Linked DNA regions of Sus scrofa: region 1 is linked to region 2. Evidence: chromatin contacts called from public Hi-C data. All regions are on one chromosome and are shown on one strand. The core of a region is the stretch at or near the end of the contact, and the rest is flanking DNA. Distances in the headings are between cores, read along the strand shown.

Region 1 (4,958 bases), core at 215-2,714, 180 kb after region 2:
AAGAGATAAACAACAAGGCCCTAGTATATAGTGCAGGAAGCTATACTCAGTGTTTTATAATGACCTATAACAGAAAAGAATCTGAAAAAGAATATATAACTGAATCATTGTGCGGTATACCTAAAACTAATACAATATTGTAAATCAACTATATATCAATTTAAAAAAAATAAAGACTTGCCACTGGGGCTGCAAATCATCTATTTAAATAAGCCTGGACTGCACCCAGCTGTGAGCTAGATGTCATCAAGGGAACCACAGACATAGAGGACCAGTCCTGGCAATGCTAGACAAGCACACTGGTGACTTCTATGCACTGCCTAAAGTAACAGAGACGATAACTTAAGAGATGTGTTTGTGTGCCAAGCTCATGACATGTATGGCCTTTTTTGATGTTACTCTCACCCCATTATTTGGATAGGTGAGAAAACTTAAGTTCAAAAAGGTAAAACAACTTGCTCAAGATCACAAGGCCAGGAAGTAGAGAAACTTTATAAAAGCTAGGGGATCCCATTTCCTGTCAGTCTGAGAGGAGGGCCCTGGCTTTGCAGACAGCGAGAGGCTGCCTGTTGGGATCCCTTTGGCAACTCCCAAAGAGGAGCCCAATCCAGGTGTCACACCTGGAAGTGCTCTGGATTAGCAAGAAGGGAGACCCCTCATTTTACAGATGGAGAAACTACAACTCAGAGAGGAATCGACTTGCAGATCAAGGAGCACTCTGGAGACCCGACAGCAGAACCAGTCTGACTCCGGACACCTCTTCCTCTGGTCCAAAAGCTGCCCCATGTCCAGGGTCTACACAGTGTCTGGCTATGCTCGTGCTTAAGGAGCGTCTATTGAATAAGCAAACTCAGAGCCCTCCAAACCTGGAGGGAAATAATCTGCTTCTATGAGCCAAGTTTAGCCTGAGGCTGCCAGTTTATGATCTGTCTTAAGACTGTGCCAGGCTTGACAAACTTTCTTCCTAGTCCTGTGATCCGCCTGCAGATAAACTTTGCACCAGGAATCAAGAAATGTAGGATTCCAGTCCTGGATCGGCCACCAACAAAATGGGCTGCTCCCTGAACTAGTCGAATCCCTCTCTCAGCCTCAACGGCCACGAATGACAAAAGCGGTTACACAGGCAAGTGTAGGACCCAGATCGCGCGCAGGGAGCAAAGTGAGGACCGGAAGTCGAACCCCCGCAAGCCCAGCGATCGCCGTCTCGGGTAGGCGGGCGAGCTTCCCGCCAGCGCGGGCCTGACTGTAGCGGAGCTCTGCGGGTCCCGTCCCCAACGCCGGACCCCGGCCAAGCCCAAACCCCAGACTCACGTTTCTCTGCACCCCGGAGATTCGGAAGAGTGCCCCAGCCCGAGCTCCCGTACGCCCCAACTAAGCCGAGCCCAGCCGGCAAGACGCTCCGGGGAAGCGATGCACCCACCAGCCTTTTCCCCCTATCGTTGTCGGGGCAACGGGCCAGTGACGGGGCGCGGCGAGGGCCAAACTTCCTCCCGCGCGATTGCTGGCCGCTCTGAAGGAAAGAAAAAGAGGTTGTGTTTCTCTCTGGCGCCCCCGCGTGGTGGGCGGGAGCTCAATCGCAAACATCACTGGTCCTGTAAACTGGGAAGGAAAGAAGAAAAGAATCCGTTCACTACACCAAATTCAGAATGGTGGCTACATAGGGGAGACAAGGATGAGGGTTGGGGGAAATCAGAAGAATATAGAAGGGGATATATAAGCCACATGAGAATCATCTGGGAGCTCTTAACAATCCAGATGTCCAAGCCAAACTCCAGAGAAATCCCATCAAGCTCCCTGAGGGTATCAGTGGTTGTGTAAGCTCCCCAGGTGCATCCAACGTGCAGCCAGCTCAAAGAACTGCCGATGTAAATAGGTATGAGTTATTAGTAACTTTCTATTGTCTTAGGATGGTGGTGGGTTCAAGGGTGTTCATTCTCTTAGTGTGTTTTATAGCTCGCATGTGTTACATGTATTAAGTATCAATCATTCCATTAAAATAAATAATAAAATATTCACTCTTTCATTCATGTTCTTTTCATTTTCTCATTCTTGCCTTAATTTCTTTTTCCCTTCATTCCTTCATCCCTTGTCCGCTTCTCTCTTTTTCCTGGATGCAGAGTAATGTCCTTTGAATGTAGTGGCCTCTGTTGCAGCCTTGACCATGCTAGATGTGTGGTCTTGGACAGGTCACTTCATCACTCCATGCCTCAGCATCCTCATCTGTAAAATGAGAATGTTAAAGTAATTGAGAAAGGCGGCCATTTGACTGGGGAGGCTCTGACCCTTTGGTAGCCTATGCAAGCAAACCTAAACCTAGGTCAGATTCATCTGAGCTAGTGAAATTTACCAATCCCAAAGAGCCAATGAGGGAGTTCCCCGTCATGGTGCAGTGGAACAAATCTGACTAGGAACCAGAGGACGCAGGTTTGATCCCTGGCCTCGCTTGGCGGGTCAAGGATCCGGCATTGCAGTGAGCTGTGGTGTAGGTCGCAGACTTGGCTCGGATCCTGCGTTGTTGTGGCTGTGGCATAGTCTGGCTGGCAGCAGTAGCTCAGATTTGACCCCTAGCCTGAGAACTTCCATATGCCGCAAGTGCAGCCCTAAAAAGCAAAAAAAAAAAAAGAAAAGAAAAGTAAAAAACCAAATAGCCAATGAGACTTTCCCAAACAAGGCAGTTACTTAAGCGGCAGGCAATCAAATGATTTCCTCGTTTCCACATCTTCTCTGCAAAAACCTCTCTCCTAGGTTCTGCCCGTACACATTCGGTTCAGTGCTACCTGATTCAAATCAATAAGTCTTGACATTTTTACTGTGCCTCAGTTTATCTTTTAACAAGAATACCAACAGGGCTGCCTTCTAGGGTTACCCTTGTGAGATGCAATGAAGGTTTAAATGGAGCACACCTAGGTGCAGAGCACCTGCTGTCCCACAGGGGCCCACACTCTCTCACATCTCACTTTACTTGACATGTGTTTGTTCAACATCTGCCCTGCCCCAGGGTTAGCCTCTGATTGGTTTCGCCCTCTTTGACCAAGCTTTTGGCCAATCTTCCATGTGTCCCCAATGAAGAGGGGAAGTAGGTACCCACCCTGATCAGCCCAGCCAGAGCAGCCCTGACAACAAAAGAGTACATATAAAAAATACTTGTTACTGGGCCTCCTTGAGTGTGGGAGGAACTTCAGAAATGTGTGGATTTTATTGTGAGAGACTTGCCTTCAGTTCCTGGATTTTGTCCCTCTTGGACAAGGGCCTTCCGCTCTCTGGACCTCAGTTGCCTCATCTGTATAATGACCTTAAGGGAACAAACAAGCTCCACCAGTGGGTTCAAGGGCCTAAGGCTTGACTGGCCTGGTCCTGGAAGCCTGAGACCCTGGGCCATAACCTCTGGGCTTCTTTTTTCGGGACAGCGCTTGCCCAAGGAACAATAGCTTGTAAGTGGTAGATCCAGGGAACTGAACCCAGCTCTATTAATTCCCTCTCTGCAGTACCATGAGGGTAGTGCTCATTACCCTCCATGCTGTGGTTCCAGTGTCTGGCATAGAGCAGGCACAATAAATATTCATTGACAATGAGTGAGCAGATTCCCTCTAACTTTGAGTCCTGCAAAAGAAAAAGGGGAAGATGGTGTTTAAAGAAAGCAAAAACACCAAAAAACAACAAAAACAACAAAAAAAACCAAGAAGGAACTAACATTGTTTGAATACTCAACACGTGCCAGATGCTTTTCCTTGTTTTTTCTTGTTTAAGCTTCCCTCTAACATGGGAGATTCCTGCCCCCATTTTGCGGATGAGGAAACTGAGACCCTGAAAGGCCAAGTAATTTCTTGAAGTCACAAAGCAAGGACAATGAGAGCCAGGATTTACACCCAACTTCCAGAGCTCATGAACCTCTTTTCAGTCTGCTTTTCCAGCAGCTTGTGGTTAGCTGGTGTAAAAGAGGCCAGCAGATGTGGATCAGCTGGGCCATATAAAGAGTTCAGCAATATTAAATATTTAGTGACAAGTTGATGACTATGGCCCACAGGAGGCCAGGAGGGGAAGTCCTGGCAGGCAACCGTCGATGTGGACACTGCACGCTCCAGGCCCTGTGCCAGCACACTCCTCCTTGGGGCTGTTCTTGGACTTGTCTTGGGGTGTCCTGGCACAGGAGGAGAAAACAGAAATGGAGAGATGGCATGATGACATGGCAGCAGCTCGCTGGTACTGAAATGTGACAGGGCTGGAGGCTACACAATGCCCTTACTTAATTAGCAGGTGGCATTGCCAAGGCACATTTATCTATGCTGGGTTTTTACAGTGTTTCAACATCAACTACCCCAGTTTCTCTCTTTATTCCTGGCCTGGGCTTCCCACCCTCCCCTGAAGACAAGGAGGCAGAAGTAGACAGGTGAGCTCAAAGACCCTGGGACTGTGGAGCTGCCTCTCAGAGCCCCAGTTCTGCATTTTAATAACAATAACGACAGAAATAATAATAAATGGATGTGGAGTTCATGCTGTGGCTCAGTGGAAACAAATCTGACTAACATCCATAAGAATGCAGGTTCTATCCCTGGCCTGGCTTAGTGGGTTAAGGATCTGGCATTGCCATGAGCTGTGGTGTAGGTTATAGACGAGCTCAGATCCTGCGTTGCTGTGACTGTGGCATAGGCCAGCAGCTGCAGCTCTGATTCAACCCCTAGCCTGGGAACCTTCATATGCCATGGGTGTGGCCCTAAAAAAGACAAAACAACAACAACAACAATAATAATAAATGTATGTATTCCTAAGAAAAAAGTGTAAAAGGGCTTTTTCACCAGAAACAGTGGCTATCATGAAGGGCCAGGATTGGGAGTGATTTTCATTTTTATTTCTGTCTGGGTTTTTCATTTTATTATGGTCAGTGTTACTTGTGTAATATTATTAAAAATAAAGCATTGGTAGGTCAGTCATAACATCCTGCATTTCCCTCATGCTTTATA
Region 2 (5,410 bases), core at 2,495-4,994:
AACCTGGGATGGATAGTCTTTAAAGATCTAGTCCTTCTTCCTAAGCAACCACAAGGAAAATGACCTCTTCTGTAGTGACTGCAGAGCGATAGAGGTGAGGTTCTGTCATGGACCAGAAGCAGCATCAGGCTCCAGACCCCAATGACAGAGTTCACGTGAGCACTGGCTTGTCCACTGACAAGCAGTGTGAACTTGGGTGAGTCGTTTTACCTCCCCAAGCCTTTGCTTTTCCTGATCTATAAAAATGGGGATAAGACTACGGATTTTTCACAGCGAGCATGAGGACATAACGAAGTTTCACATTGTTTTGGACCCCTTTTGGCAAGTCCAACTCCTCCTTGGATTTGTAAGCTACTGGAGTACGTGGTTTGCCTCTTTTTATCTTCTTATCTCAGGTCTTGGCGTAGTGCCTGGGTGTGAAATAGATGTTGCAGAAAGGAATCAAAAGTGGATGCTGCCCTAAAATTCAAGTGGCTTGAAAGTCTGGACAACCAGTTCCTCATCACTGGATTTAAGAGCTCTATCCAGAGGTTACATTAACATAATAGTGACCTACATTTCCACATAGTCATGGACCAAAGGGTGGGAGTTTTGCCCACAGTGGGCACGTATCTGTGGCAGGGAGTGGTATAATAGCAGCTAGTAGCATGAGTTTGGGGTCAAAGAGACCTGGGATTTATGCCTGGTTTTGCCACTTACAAGCTACAATCCTGGCCAAGTTATTTCACCTGACCATCAGCTTTCTCATCTGTAAAATGGGGCTAATAATTTCCTCTTTGTGGAATTACAGGGAGGGCTCAACTCATGGTGGTTGTTATTATTGGAATTGCCCAAGAATGTATATATATGTGTCTAGTATCTTGCCTGTCACATAGTAGGTGCTCAATAAAAAGCAGTGCTCATTATTAGTAGCTACAACTACTTTGATCAGGAGAAGATTTACAACATAACAACAAAGAGTTGTGAAGCTGATGATACCTTCGATGTCACTTCTTACATGTCTATTTCTTTACATGATGGTCAAAAGCTTATTTGTGTTTGGGACTCGGAACAACCCAACTGCATTTTAAAGACAAGGAAGCTGTGGCTCCCAAAAGCTATGATACTTGTTCAGGGACTGCATCAGAGCTGGTGCTTAAAATCAGGTCCTCCTTCCACTACCACACGGGAACCCATTCTGTCAAGGCAGAAGCAACTGGACTGGGAGGCTGGCTGGAGTCTCAACTTCTCACTCATTACAGGTGCCTTCTGGGCAAGTTCATTCATTTAAGAACTATTTTCCTGAGCACTGTGTAGGCCCTGGGGAATACCGTGGTGAAGGGATCCCAGCCCTTGCAAAGTCCACATCATGTAACCTCTCACTCAATAAATATTTGTAGAGCAAGTATGGGCCAGAGTTGACTCTAAGTGCTGGGGACTCAGGGTTGAAAGGAAAAAAGATAAGAGGCAACTGTAGAAGAAAGGAAAGCATTATATATGAAGGGAATCCCACAAAGTATGACGATGATGGAGAAAAGGTATGTAACCCTGCTTTCCCAAAGAGACGGTATCTCAGCTGTATTAAAGGATGAGTGGGGATCAGACGATCCATGAAGGAGGAGGGGGAAAGCAATCCATGAAGAGAGACTAACTACATAATTACTGCTCTTATTGGGTCTTTTGTTGTTGTTGTTGTTATTTCCCCAATACAATTTTTTTTTCCTACTGTACAGCATGGTGACCCAGTTACACATACATGCACACATTCTTTTTTCTCACATTATCATGCTCCATCATAAGTGACTTTACTGGGTCTTTAATATGCGTCAAGCACTGCAGGTGCATCATCTCAGTTACTTCGCAAACTTATGGGGTGGGCACTACCATCATTCCCACTTTACAGATGAGGAAATTGAGGTAAAGTGAGATTTAAATACCTTGCCCAAATTCTAACTGCCAGTGAGTGACAGAGATGGAAGGACATTTCTCTATATAAAAAAGGAAAACTGCAGGAGTTCCCATCATGGCTCAGTGGTTAAGGAATCCAACTAGGAACCATGACGTTGTGGGTTCGATCCCTGGCTTTGTTCAGTGGGTTAAGGATCCGGCATTGCCGTGAGCTGTGGTGTAGGTTGTAGACGTGGCTCGGATCCTGCATTGCTGTGGCTGTGGCTGTGGAGGTGGCTACAGGTCTGATTAGACCCCCTAGCCTGGGAACCTCCATATGCCAGGGTACGGCTCTAGAAAAAAAAGACAAAAAAAAAAAAAAAAAGAAAAGAAAAGAAAAAAAAGAAAAGAAAGAAAGAAAGAAAAGAAAATGAAAACCTCAGAGTAGTTACGGTGCCCAGAGATGAGTCTGGAGCCTACCCACAGGAAGTGTGCAGTGTGGCAGGAAGGTAAGAAGGGACAGGTAGGCAGGAAAAGGATTACCAAAGGGCCTGTAAGTCCTTTAAAAAAAAAAAAAAAAAAAAAAAAAAAAAAAAAAAAACAGGGATTCTTAACCTTGCTTTGCCATGGTCTGCTCTGGCAGTCTGGTAAAGCCTGGATCCCTTCTCAGAGCAATAGTTTAGATGCAAAAAAATATAACACATAGGATTACAAAGAAGACCAGTGATATGAACTTCACTTATTGTTAATAGAAAAACACCAAGTTTGTGTTATTGTTAATATATATACTTCTTCATTAATGCATTAAATAAGATCTACTAATGGGTATACAAATTACCATAATTTTATTTTATTTTATTGGCCAGGCCTGCAGCATGTGGAAATTCCCAGGCCAAGAACTGAACCTGTGTCACAGAAGCGACCCAAGCCGCTGCAACAATTCCAGATCCTTGTGCCCACTGCGCCAATAAGAGAACTAAGAAATTACAGAGATGCGTGTAAATGATTTTTTTCAACATTTTATTGTGAATAAAATATTTTGATATATCTGCAAAGGCTGAAACGAGATATGAAAACCTGTAGCTTTTGTAAGTAACAGGTATTGCCAAAACTACTGTGGCTTGTTGTTCACATGCATGATGAAAACAGATGCTAAATTTCAGAGATTAATAAGAGTATAAATGAAATATTTTTCCCTTTCAGATTCACTGACCCTCTGAATTCTGACCATAATTTGGGTACCCTTATGTTAAAAGGCGTTGGATTTATTCCCAGGGCACTAGGAAGTCAGGATCAGAGATACATGTTGGGTACAGTTCGCTGGCAGCCCCAGGGTATGAGAATGTGTTGGTAGCGGGAAAAGACTGAATGTGAGAAGGGGATTGTTGCAGTCATCTGGGAGAGGGAGAGGGCTGCCCAGTGCGTCACAGTTAGGACGGACCCCAAGGAAGCAGAGTCAAGAGACATCCTGGTGCCTTGGTTTCCCTGAATGGGATAATGGAACGATTCTCCCTGCTGTACTTGTCCGCGCTTTAAATCTGAACCCCTGACCCCAGAGACTTCTCAGGGAAAGAAGTCGAGTCCCTCCTCACCATCCATTCTCTCAGGCCGCAGAAGATCCTATGCCCTTCGGCCAGATTCCCCGAATATAGTCCCCTACCGGCTTTTGGCTTCTCCAGGCCTCTCGGGCGCTGCTCCAAACCCCAGGCCGGCATTGCCGCCTCTCGGCACCGCTCCAGCTCCTCTGCATCGCTGCTACTGCTGCTACTACTCTCCAAGTAGCTCATGGAACCACTGGGCGCCGCCACCTTGTGTCACCGCAAAGGATTGTGGGGAGCGCCTCCTGGAGCGATCCTTCTCCATGACCCCACAAAGAGCGAAGGGGAGCGCAGGGCATTGTGGGTATTGTAGTTCTCAAACTTACGTCGCCGTTGGCCTTGTACTATCCTAAGGTTTTCCTCAAACGTGAGAGCTGGAAGTGCCTGAGAAATCAACTAATGCATCCTTTTCTTTTGTCTTTTTGCTATTTCTTGGGCCGCTCCGGCGGCATATGGAGGTTCCCAGGCTAGGGGTCTAATCGGAGCTGTGGCCGCCAGCCTACACCAGAGCCACAGCAACGCAGGATCCGAGCCCCATCTGCAACCTACACCACAGCTCACGGCAACGCCTGGATCATTAACCCACTGAGCAAGGGCAGGGACCAAACCCGCAACCTCATGGTTCCTAGTCGGATTCGTTAACCACTGCGCCACGATGGGAACTCCCGCATCCTTTTCTTGATGAGGAAAATGAGACCTAACTTTTAATAGGTTGATTGGAGTAAATCTGATTACATAACGTCCTTTGATAATAATGATACTATTACTTTCCTTAAGTTCTTGGACCATTAGATACTCTTTGTGCATATGTTTTGGGAGTTGAGGGGATTTTTAACACTGCGTCATCCTTGCTCTCCCAGACTTAGCCTATCTTCTCAGTTTCCCCACAGTCCTCACTTTTCAGCGTTGAGAAGCGCAAATGAAATGATTTTTTTTGGGGGGGGGGGTCTTTTTAGGGCTAAAACTGCAGCATATGGAGGTTCCCAGGCTAAGAGTGGAATCCACAGCAACGAGGGCTCTGAGCCGAGTCTTCAACCTACACTACAGCTCATGGCAATTACAGGATCCTTATACCCACTGAGCGAGGCGAGGGATTGAATCTGTGGCCTCATGGATACCAGTCAGATTCGTTTCCTCTGAGCCATGACAGATACTCCAAGAGGCTCAAATGATTAAGCAATAATCTCTAGGACAGCATTGGCGCCCGTGGAAAGAAACAAAGACCACCCAAAAGAGAATGAACAAAGATTATTTATTCCTGAATTGTTATTGCCAGGGAATCAGTCACAGCCTTTGGCTGAGACTCTGAAGCAAGCAGTGTAGTGGGAAGGCTTTATATACCACGGGGGGACTGGGCTCTTGTTGTTATGGCAACAGCACTGTTTCAGGCACTGTCTGGCCCTCTGACTGACTATGTCCCATCTGTAGCCATAGGCCACATTGTAGGTGGGGTCAGCCGGATCCAGGATGATAGGCCTGCAACACAGAGAGAGGGTGCTCAGGTTCTTTCTTGTTTGGAGGCCTACAAGCCAGAAAAAAATATTCCCGGCAATCTTCTGAGCATCTGGAATGTCCAGAGCCCGGGAGGCCTCCAAACATTGCCGGAGAGTTAGAGAATGGAGAGGATTCTAAGAATTCCTTTTAGGGAGAGTGCTTTAGGTATTTGCAAGGAATTTTCAAGGTGTATAGGAAGTGAGACCCCGAAAGGCATGCTGGAACAATACCAGTGGCCCACTTGGGCAGGTGGGCCTCTTACGTTCAGAGCTTTTGTTTTGCTGAGCCAGATACATAAGTGAGCTTGAGGCTAGAGCTGCTGAACTGCTTGGGATAACAGTAACACCACCACCACCACCATTAAACTATGTTTATTGAGGCACTGGATCAGACCCTACATGAATTAACCTATTTTGATCCCTACAACAATTTTTTTTTTTTCTTTTTAGGGC

What was found. A called contact is a pair of places that touch in the nucleus more often than the background predicts.
Region 1: a Hi-C map of skeletal muscle shows a contact between it and region 2, with 5 times the contacts expected there. The contact joins the promoter of TCHP here to the promoter of C14H12orf43 in region 2. A contact is called at or near these places in 1 of 5 promoter capture datasets (fetal liver) and 8 of 47 Hi-C or Micro-C datasets (embryonic fibroblasts, fetal heart ventricle, heart right ventricle and 4 more).

The regions. Positions count from the first base shown.
Region 1 is chr14:41,076,180-41,081,137 of Sscrofa11.1, forward strand. It overlaps TCHP (trichoplein keratin filament-binding protein), which reads right to left and starts at 1,465. Exons shown (of 13, transcript XM_003483443.4): 1 at 1,312-1,465.
Region 2 is chr14:40,895,353-40,900,762 of Sscrofa11.1, forward strand. It overlaps C14H12orf43, which reads right to left and starts at 3,745. Exons shown (of 6, transcript XM_001929089.4): 1 at 3,527-3,745. The coding sequence starts at 3,653. It overlaps OASL (2'-5'-oligoadenylate synthetase like), which reads right to left. Exons shown (of 5, transcript NM_001031790.1): 5 at 4,698-4,940. The coding sequence ends at 4,745.